Linked DNA regions of Zea mays: all the other regions are linked to region 3. Evidence: chromatin contacts called from public Hi-C data. All regions are on one chromosome and are shown on one strand. The core of a region is the stretch at or near the end of the contact, and the rest is flanking DNA. Distances in the headings are between cores, read along the strand shown.

Evidence for each region. A called contact is a pair of places that touch in the nucleus more often than the background predicts.
Region 1: a contact with region 3 is called in a Hi-C map of ear, with 2.7 times the contacts expected there. The contact joins the promoter of LOC109944026 here to the promoter of LOC100193718 in region 3. A contact is called at or near these places in 2 of 25 Hi-C or Micro-C datasets (ear and tassel).
Region 2: a contact with region 3 is called in a Hi-C map of ear, with 1.7 times the contacts expected there. The contact joins the enhancer-like site here to the promoter of LOC100193718 in region 3. A contact is called at or near these places in 2 of 25 Hi-C or Micro-C datasets (ear and tassel).

What each region holds. Positions count from the first base shown.
Region 1 is chr2:137,384,654-137,387,353 of Zm-B73-REFERENCE-NAM-5.0, reverse strand. It overlaps LOC109944026, which reads left to right and starts at 1,336. Exons shown (of 2, transcript XM_035965343.1): 1 at 1,336-2,584. The coding sequence starts at 1,423. The coding sequence ends at 2,043.
Region 2 is chr2:137,340,007-137,342,706 of Zm-B73-REFERENCE-NAM-5.0, reverse strand. No RefSeq gene overlaps it. Among protein-coding and RNA genes, the nearest start is that of LOC100279964, 25 kb to the left of the region's middle. Within about 2 kb of position 1,351, at least 15 of the 20 cell types and tissues checked have an H3K27ac peak or open chromatin away from gene starts, as enhancers often do. A contact at or near this core is called in ear and tassel, where this site is marked.
Region 3 is chr2:137,795,013-137,797,712 of Zm-B73-REFERENCE-NAM-5.0, reverse strand. It overlaps LOC100193718, which reads right to left and starts at 1,337. Exons shown (of 7, transcript NM_001309887.1): 1 at 1,156-1,337; 2 at 1-178. The coding sequence starts at 165.

The DNA of each region.
Region 1 (2,700 bases), core at 87-2,586, 410 kb after region 3:
TTACCCACTAGTCCGGCTCTGCGATCTCATAGCTAGTGAGACCCGAAACAAAATCTCTTTCTTTCCTCGCACGTCCTTACCTTAGCGGTTATACCGGAAGGAGTCAGGCCACCGCCATGTCCAAACCGAACAAAACATTCCCCCTCCTTATCCTCTCGGTGCTCCCAGCCTTCATAACCCTGAGGTTTGAACCGTACGAGTTCAGATTGAGTGACTGCCCATACAGTCTCGAGTGGCTGTACTTGTCATGAGTACAGGTAGTGAAGGATGACAAACCGGTTCTTATATGAGGGGACAATCCTTCTACTCACGCCTAAACCAGCTGAGCCATCACCTTAGGCCCTCCCCTAAACCAGAGAGTCCCTGATCATCCCTACTCAAAGGTGATGAGGGTGAAAACCCTTCATCATACACATTTTGAAAAATATTTTCTTTTGAAAACTCACACCTTTTCTCAAATCATTTGTAACAAATATATCAAGGATTGATTGCGGCAAGCGGTTGGGTGACCATAATAACTTGTCTCAAAATCATATCATGCATAAAATAACAGGCTGAGCGTTGTGGTTGTAAAACATAGGTAATTTATGCATCAAAGGGATCCAGTGAGCTTGCTGTGCTTATCCGTCGAAGGGGGAAGGGGAGCTCGTGGAACTGGCTTCTAGCTCCACTGCCTGGCGTAGACTTGCAGATCTGGCCTCCACGAGACAGCACGAACGCTCCGATAACTATGCAACATGAACAAGCAAATATACAAACAAGCAAGTATACCAACAAATATTTAGTATAGTGGTCAGAATAGCGATATATGGATGGGTAGAGTCTTGAGTAGAATCTGTGTCATGTGGTGTTGAGATACTACTAGTGGTGGAGCGGAGGTGCTTATCGTGATGTTCGGAACATAGTTGTTCCGAAAATCGGTGCGTCCGGTGATTACTTAAAATTCATCGCTCGCGCGAATACGAATTTGGAAGCCCGACGCACTCGGATTATTTTACCCCGAACAAATTGGAACTCGACGAAGGAAGTTTTCGGAACAAATTACAAGTGCCGAAATAAGTTTATTTTGGTCTGTCGTTTCTTGTTCTGATCCAAATCTTTGGATATAGGTAACTGGTAAAAATTCATATGCCAGAGTCTTCGCTAAATTCGAAGAAGGAAACATGTATCCGTATTGCGTATCGACCCACTATACATCACTAAAAATCTGGATTCAAAAATATCTGTGATTTTCGGTAAACAAAAGAAAAGAAAATAATTTAAAAAATCAACGGATCCTATCCTATTTCCCAGCCGCTCTCTCTCTCTCCCTTCCCTGATTTTTCAGCCGTCAGCCTTATCCCTCGCCGCGCGCTTGATATTCTCCCACGCGCAGGCTTCTTCCTCCTCTCCAACGCACGGCGCTCCCTCTGTCTTCTTCCCATGGCCGAGCGCGCCTGGATCTTCTCCCTCCCAGGCGTTTGATAGATCGGCCGCTTGTTCCTCTCCGCTGCTCGCCGGTTCCCTTTCCCCAAGCTCCATGGCTGCTACACCTCCCCAGCCGAGCGGCTCTTCCCCACGGCGCTCCCTCCCTGCTTCTCCCTCCCTCTCGCGTCTTCTCCTCGCCGGCGTGCTCCTGCTCCAGCCATGGCGCGCGCCCCTGCTTCCATGGATGCCGCACCCGCTGCTTGCTCCCCTTGCTTCTCCAGTCCGAGCTCCTTCCCCTCGACTTCCCATGGCCGGCTTCGTGCTCACCCAGCCCCTGCTCTGTTTCTTCCACGGCCGAGTCTCTTTTTCCTTTGTCGTCGCCGTTTTCCTGTGCCGCGGCCTCGCCCAGCCGTTCCTCCTCTTTCCTCTTGCTCGGGTTCAGTCCAGTTCGCCCCTGCGCTTGCCATGGTGGCCGTCGCGCCCATGCCGGCTGGAGCTCGCTCGGCTGCGGTCTCGTCCCGGCTCCCTGCTGTGGCTCGCCGCGTCCCTGTGTTTGAATTGGTCGACCTTCACTCTTCTCCCCATGGTCGGACAACCTCGTCGATGCTGCTATTTGGTGGTCGCCTCTTGGCCTGATTTCGTGATTGCATCTGCACTCCTTTGCTTGGTCTGTCGTCGTTCTCCAGCTGTTCAGCGCATTCGTCGGGCCGTGCTTTGTGTCGGAGTTCCCTCCCTGCAGACCTCGTCGTCGCCCATGGTCACAGATCTCATTCTCGCCTCCTGTGCGCGCTGACAGCATTGTCTCCTCTGTGCTCGCTGGCCATCACGGCGTCCCAGTCTATCGCGCCGCGCTCTAGTCGTCGATTCGCGGTCATGTCTGTTTCTCCATCAATCTCCCTCAACGGACCCGCCCTTCACCTTTGGTCGTGCCAGCAGGCACTTGAGTCACCGTCCTCGACGTTTGTTGACGCGCGGGTCGCCTCGGCCTAGGTCCTCGTCTTTCACCAGCAGCTCGTCACGGGACCGGGTGTCGAGCTCCTTTCCCAACAAACGCCGGACCTGCATCTGCGTGCGCCATCAGCCTTAGCTCGTCGGTCACGCTCGCTGGATGTCCGATCAAGGACTTCAACTACAGGTTGTTGTCGTTCGTGCAAACATCAAATCAAATTGTGATGTGGTAAGCTAATTCGTTATTTTTGCTACTGGTTCGATAATTGGATTAAGTAAATTTATTAGGTATGTTAGTTCTCTTGTCAATAGCACACGAGTGTTGTGGTTGTATTTAATGATTGT
Region 2 (2,700 bases), core at 102-2,601, 460 kb after region 3:
TAGGCTCGGGCGAGGCGTGATCGAGTCCCTCGAATGGACCGATCCCTGACTTAATCACACCCATCAGGCCTTTGCAGCTTTATGCTGATGGGGGTTACCAGCTGAGAATTAGGAGCCTTGAGGGTACCCCTAATTATGGTCCCCGACAAAACTAGGTTGGCTAATTTTGCTAAATTAGCTAAGTTTAGATAGAACTGAGCTAAATTGTCAATTTTTGCTAGAATTAAGCTAAACTATTTTTTTTATAAAATTGAGCTAAATTATCTAAAGATGTGATTATCTAAGGTTCAAGCATCGTCAGAGAACCCCTTGTAGTGGTGGTGGTAGTTATGCCATCTGGAATACGAGGAAAGTAGTGTTTTATCCCTATCTATTGTAACGTTGTCCATGAATAGAATAGATAAAACATTATTAGTCATGTTAAATGCTAAATGGTAATAGGAGATCATTGAAACTTAATTGAAACAATGTCTGTTGTTGTGCTATATAGTTGGATATACTTGATACGTTGTCGATCATAGAACCAACTATGTTGAACATACTCTTTATGTTGCCTCCTCTACTCATTGTGCAACCTCATCGTTTTTTTTAATCTGAAGCAACTCCTCTTATGATGTGGTTCGATGACTGCTAACTCTAGAGCTCTACAATGAGGATGCTTGCTTTCAAGCCCTCACATGCCTAGAGTCAGTAGGGATGACAAATGGATCGGGTTCAGGTCGGGTGCAGCGTCCGCGGAACCGCTCCCGAAACCCGAAATGTAGGGTTCGCTGCAGGTGAAAATCTGCCCTCGGACCCAAACCAACGGGGACCCGAAACTCGATGAGCACCCGTGGACCCAAAGATTAGTTGGCTAGAAGTTCTTATTAATAGATCAAACTGCGATCAACTACTTAGGGCTTGTTCGGTTAGCTCTCAATCCATGTGGATTGAGTGAGATTGAGTGGGTTTAAATCCGAAGCAAACCAAATTTCTTTATATTTTTTTCTAATCTCGTTCAATCCACACATAACGGGATTAACCGAACAAGGACTTACCAGGTAGCTCCCACGCATCGAAGTTGTAAAGGTTGACCACGATGGCGACGGGGAGTGGCACGGATGCAGCCTTCTTCTTGAGGTAGTGGACGACCAACTCCTCGTCCGTGGCATGGAACCGGAAGCCCGGTGGGAGCTCCGGCGCCAAAGTCGGCTGCTTCTGCGGTGGCACCTCACCGTCTCACGTTCGGAGTACGTACTAACGTACACATATAAACGTACTAGCGTACGCACATGGAAAGCGTAGCAGTACCTTGTGCTACCCCACAGCCGTAGTACTTCCATGCATGCAGCCCCACAGGCCACAGCCATACCTGCATGTTGTAGCACCACATGCATCTCGTGTTGTGCGCCTATCACCTGCGTGCTCTGCGCCTTTGCTGCACAGGCTGGCAGGCTGCTGGCTGCACGGCACCCATGCCTCTGTCCATGCCGACAGGCTGCTAGCGCCTGGCTGCCATGCCTCTGTCCTGGAGAGGAGCGCATGACCGCATGTCAGTCCCGCTGACGATACATAATTTCGGGTCCCCGCGACCCCGCATGAAAAACCGTGGGTGGAGTTTAAAATATGACCCGAACCCGATATTTCTCAGGGCCCCAAGCGAAAATGTAAACCCGTCCCGCCCCAGTGGGTACAAAACCCGCGGGACCCGCCTTGAACCCACCTGCCATCCAGTTAGTCATCTCATTAAACATAAAGGATGTTGCCTTTTAAGTACTCATTAAACATTTAGTACCTACAAGACAAAAAATGGTGAACATCAATTTCTTAATTACATTACAGATTTTGAGAAAGTATATTATCACACTATATGTAGCTCTTTGACCTTCATTGGTGTATGCACAACAGAAGGATCAACGGGTAGCACTTGCTAATTGCACTCCTCTTTAAATCGATTGACCATTTTTTGAACATATTTCATCTAAAGTACAAATAAACCAAGCAAGCTAATAAAAAATTTTATACAATGACCAAAAAGTATAGACAACTTACCCGACAATCTATGTGCATGACTGACTACCCAATCATGTGTTCGCATTGTGACAATCTATGTGCCGTCAGAGAATTATGACAAGCTGGAAGTGGCAGAAGTGCCTCGATATATAATACATATGATGTGTTTTTTGTAACTTTCACATAGTATACAAATAATGCTATAGAACATTCACATTGGATAAATGACATGTTCCATGGTTATCTTTGAGTATTCATATAGTACCCATGAGCTGTTCTGTCACCGATCATCGTGAGCACAGTGATATCCGAGGTTAAAGGTGGACGTGGTGCATGTTTCTACCGATGTAGTGTTTTTATTGTCTTTATTGTGCATTTCATTTTATTTTTGTATCATTTAAAATTTATTCTTTCTCATTTTTATTTTATTTTGCTCTTTTCCTTCTTGCTTTTATTGTTCTATTTTTTCTGTTTTGTATTTATCTGGCTTACATCACGTACCAAAATATTTGGCTTTACTTAACGATGGGAAAAATTTATGCATTTATGATGTGTCTTCTGCATTTATGTACATAACATCATATAATAGGACTTTGGAGAGAATTCAATATATACCACTCTTAAATAAGTGGATCTAAGCAATACCACGGCTAAGAATATGTGTCTAAAATATACTACCACTCATAAACAACTCCATCTTCAAATTAT
Region 3 (2,700 bases), core at 88-2,587:
ATGGAACACCTTGGACAGCTCATCCTTGAAGCTCTCCAGCGATGAATCATGAGTAACATCAACGGCATGTGCTTCTCCACCTCTGTATATCAGATTACCACTGGGGCCAGAAGTGAACTCTCCGCCGTACTGGCAAATGGCTACCACAATAGCCCCATCCGCCATACTCCTCGAGTCACTGATTTAGTCGGTATAAAGGCACAACAGTTTAGAAAAGCAAAGAGAATTCATTTCTATGCAGCTTCACTATGCATTACACTGCCTCGAATAATATACACTCAGCAAGTAAAATCAGAAGAGCAGCATATGGAAGGCAAGCATGTAGGTTGAACTGCACATGATATTCCAGACAAATCTAGCAGATGGGAAACTAACAGACAAAGCACTCCCCAAAGAAAAAGATGGAACGGAATCCAAGAAGACCTTTATTATGTATGACAAATAGGTCTCCTGGTTCAGTCACACCACTCACGTAATAAAAAAGTTTGGAACTTTGGAGCTGTTAAGTCATCGTCGCACTCAACGTTCAATAGATACAGAAGGTGAACAATGGCTTTTCACAATTGACAACAAATTTATGAATTTGAGCAGTCAAACAGTGCGTGATAATCTAAGCAAGCCTGTGGAACTAACTTGATGAGTCAATTTGCCTACGTCTGCGTCTTGAACTCTTGATGAGCCAATTCGCCTATGTGTCAGGAAGAAAACATGGGGGCGCAGTGCCATTCACTATAAATCGCGGGTCTGCTATGACAACTAACACCAAAAGCAAGGCCGGTACTGAAAAAGGAAGGGGTCGAGTTTGGAAATTTTGTTCAATAATCCCCTACCATTTGCACAAATCACATTAGGAGTGGGTGCGAGACTAAGAAGAACAGGCGCCGCCACTAAATAATCAACGCCGGGGTGCGGGCATGGAATCTCCTAGGAGAGGCGCTGAATTCACTTAGACCCCCAAATTTTAAGGAAAATAAGCAACGCCGGCGCGGTGTGAAATCTGCCAAGCTGACGAAGAACCAAAACGAACTATCGAACTGAGCAGGGACCTGATGGCTTCGATTAAGAACGGAACCAAACCCTGACTTCGCACAGATTATTATTAAGGAACGCGTGCATCGAATCTTGGCAAGCAAGCAAGGGGTTTGGGAGACATACCAGCATAGGAGGAGGAAGAGCCACCAATCGCCGCCCCTGCCCCTACTGTAGCGTACGAGGAGAGGTGGCGGTCGCGGTCGACGCCGGCGGCGGAGGAGGAGGTCGAAGGGGACCGGTTTGTTAGGGCTGCGGGTGGGAGGGGTATTTTTGATATTTTCTGGATTAGATAGAGAAAACTTGGCTGGTTGTTTCTACAAGTTTGCCATCACGTTGCCGTGACCCTGCTTATTCTAAGCAATTTCCTAAGGTTGGACGGGAGGTTTTTCTATTTCCAACCCCCAACGAATCTTTTTACGCAAATGCTATAAGCCTTTACTGCAGTTTCAACGATAGTCCTATGTTAATATTTTTTTAAAAAAAATCCTATACGTTTCTTTAGAATCAACGTACACTTCTATAATCTCTTCTTTACTACTATAATAAAAGAGTTTATATAAAAAATAAGTTTAAATTATGTATAAGTGAGTGTTTAAATCTTAGTTGTTGACTCCACGTTTACTCACCTAATTAATAGAAAACATATATTTTATGCTTTATTAAAACAAAATTTATCCTATATCATATATATATATATAAACCGTAACAATGTATGAGTATATGACTAGTAATATTTGTAGAGAAGAGAAGGGAAGGATGATATTTTGACATGTCTTTATTGCTTATTAGTCCAATAAACTATTGTTCCATGGAAAGACAATAAATGTGACATATCCAAAAATCGATTCTTCGAGAAAACCTATAGGCCCCATTTGTTTTCATTTTGAGGAATTAAATCTTACTAATGCAATAGGCTATTTTTTTAGAATATGACATTCCACCACTTTCCAAAGTTATCATATAAGTCTATCTCAAATTCATGGGGTGAGAGATTGAAATTGATTCTATAGATTTACATACTATTTTTTCGATGTACAACTTATAGTACACTCCTATACCTGCGCCGTTATAAATAAATGTAGTATATAACTATCCCTCTCATATGATTTAGGATAATATACAGATATATTACATATATAAATATATAAACTTAATTAGTTTTGTCTAAATTATAATTATTAAAATGGAATTCAATTCCAACGAAACAAACGGGGCCATAGGGTTTTGTCATTTACTGTTTATTTGGGATTATAATTATTTTAAAATAAACTGGATTATATATTCTAGACAGATTATAGTCTGAAACAAACATGCACTGGAGAGACGAGTTTGGATCTAAATTGTTGGGATCCAAAACCATCAAATAAATAACTAGAGCCCAAGAAGTTGGAGATTGGACATATATGTGTTAGATAATTGTATCTGTCTCTATGTAATGGGTTTTGGTCTAGCTCATCTCTATATAATACTTATGTTCCAATTTATAATTTATTTGACTTTTTTACCTTGAGTTTGATCGACTCGTCTTGTTCAAAAAAATATAATTATTGCTAATTTTGACTGTGATATCGTCTAGCATATATTATATTTGAAATATGGCTTTAAATTTTTCATTTTTCACAAAAAATTAATAAAATGAGCTAGTCAAACTTGACATAAAAAGTTAAA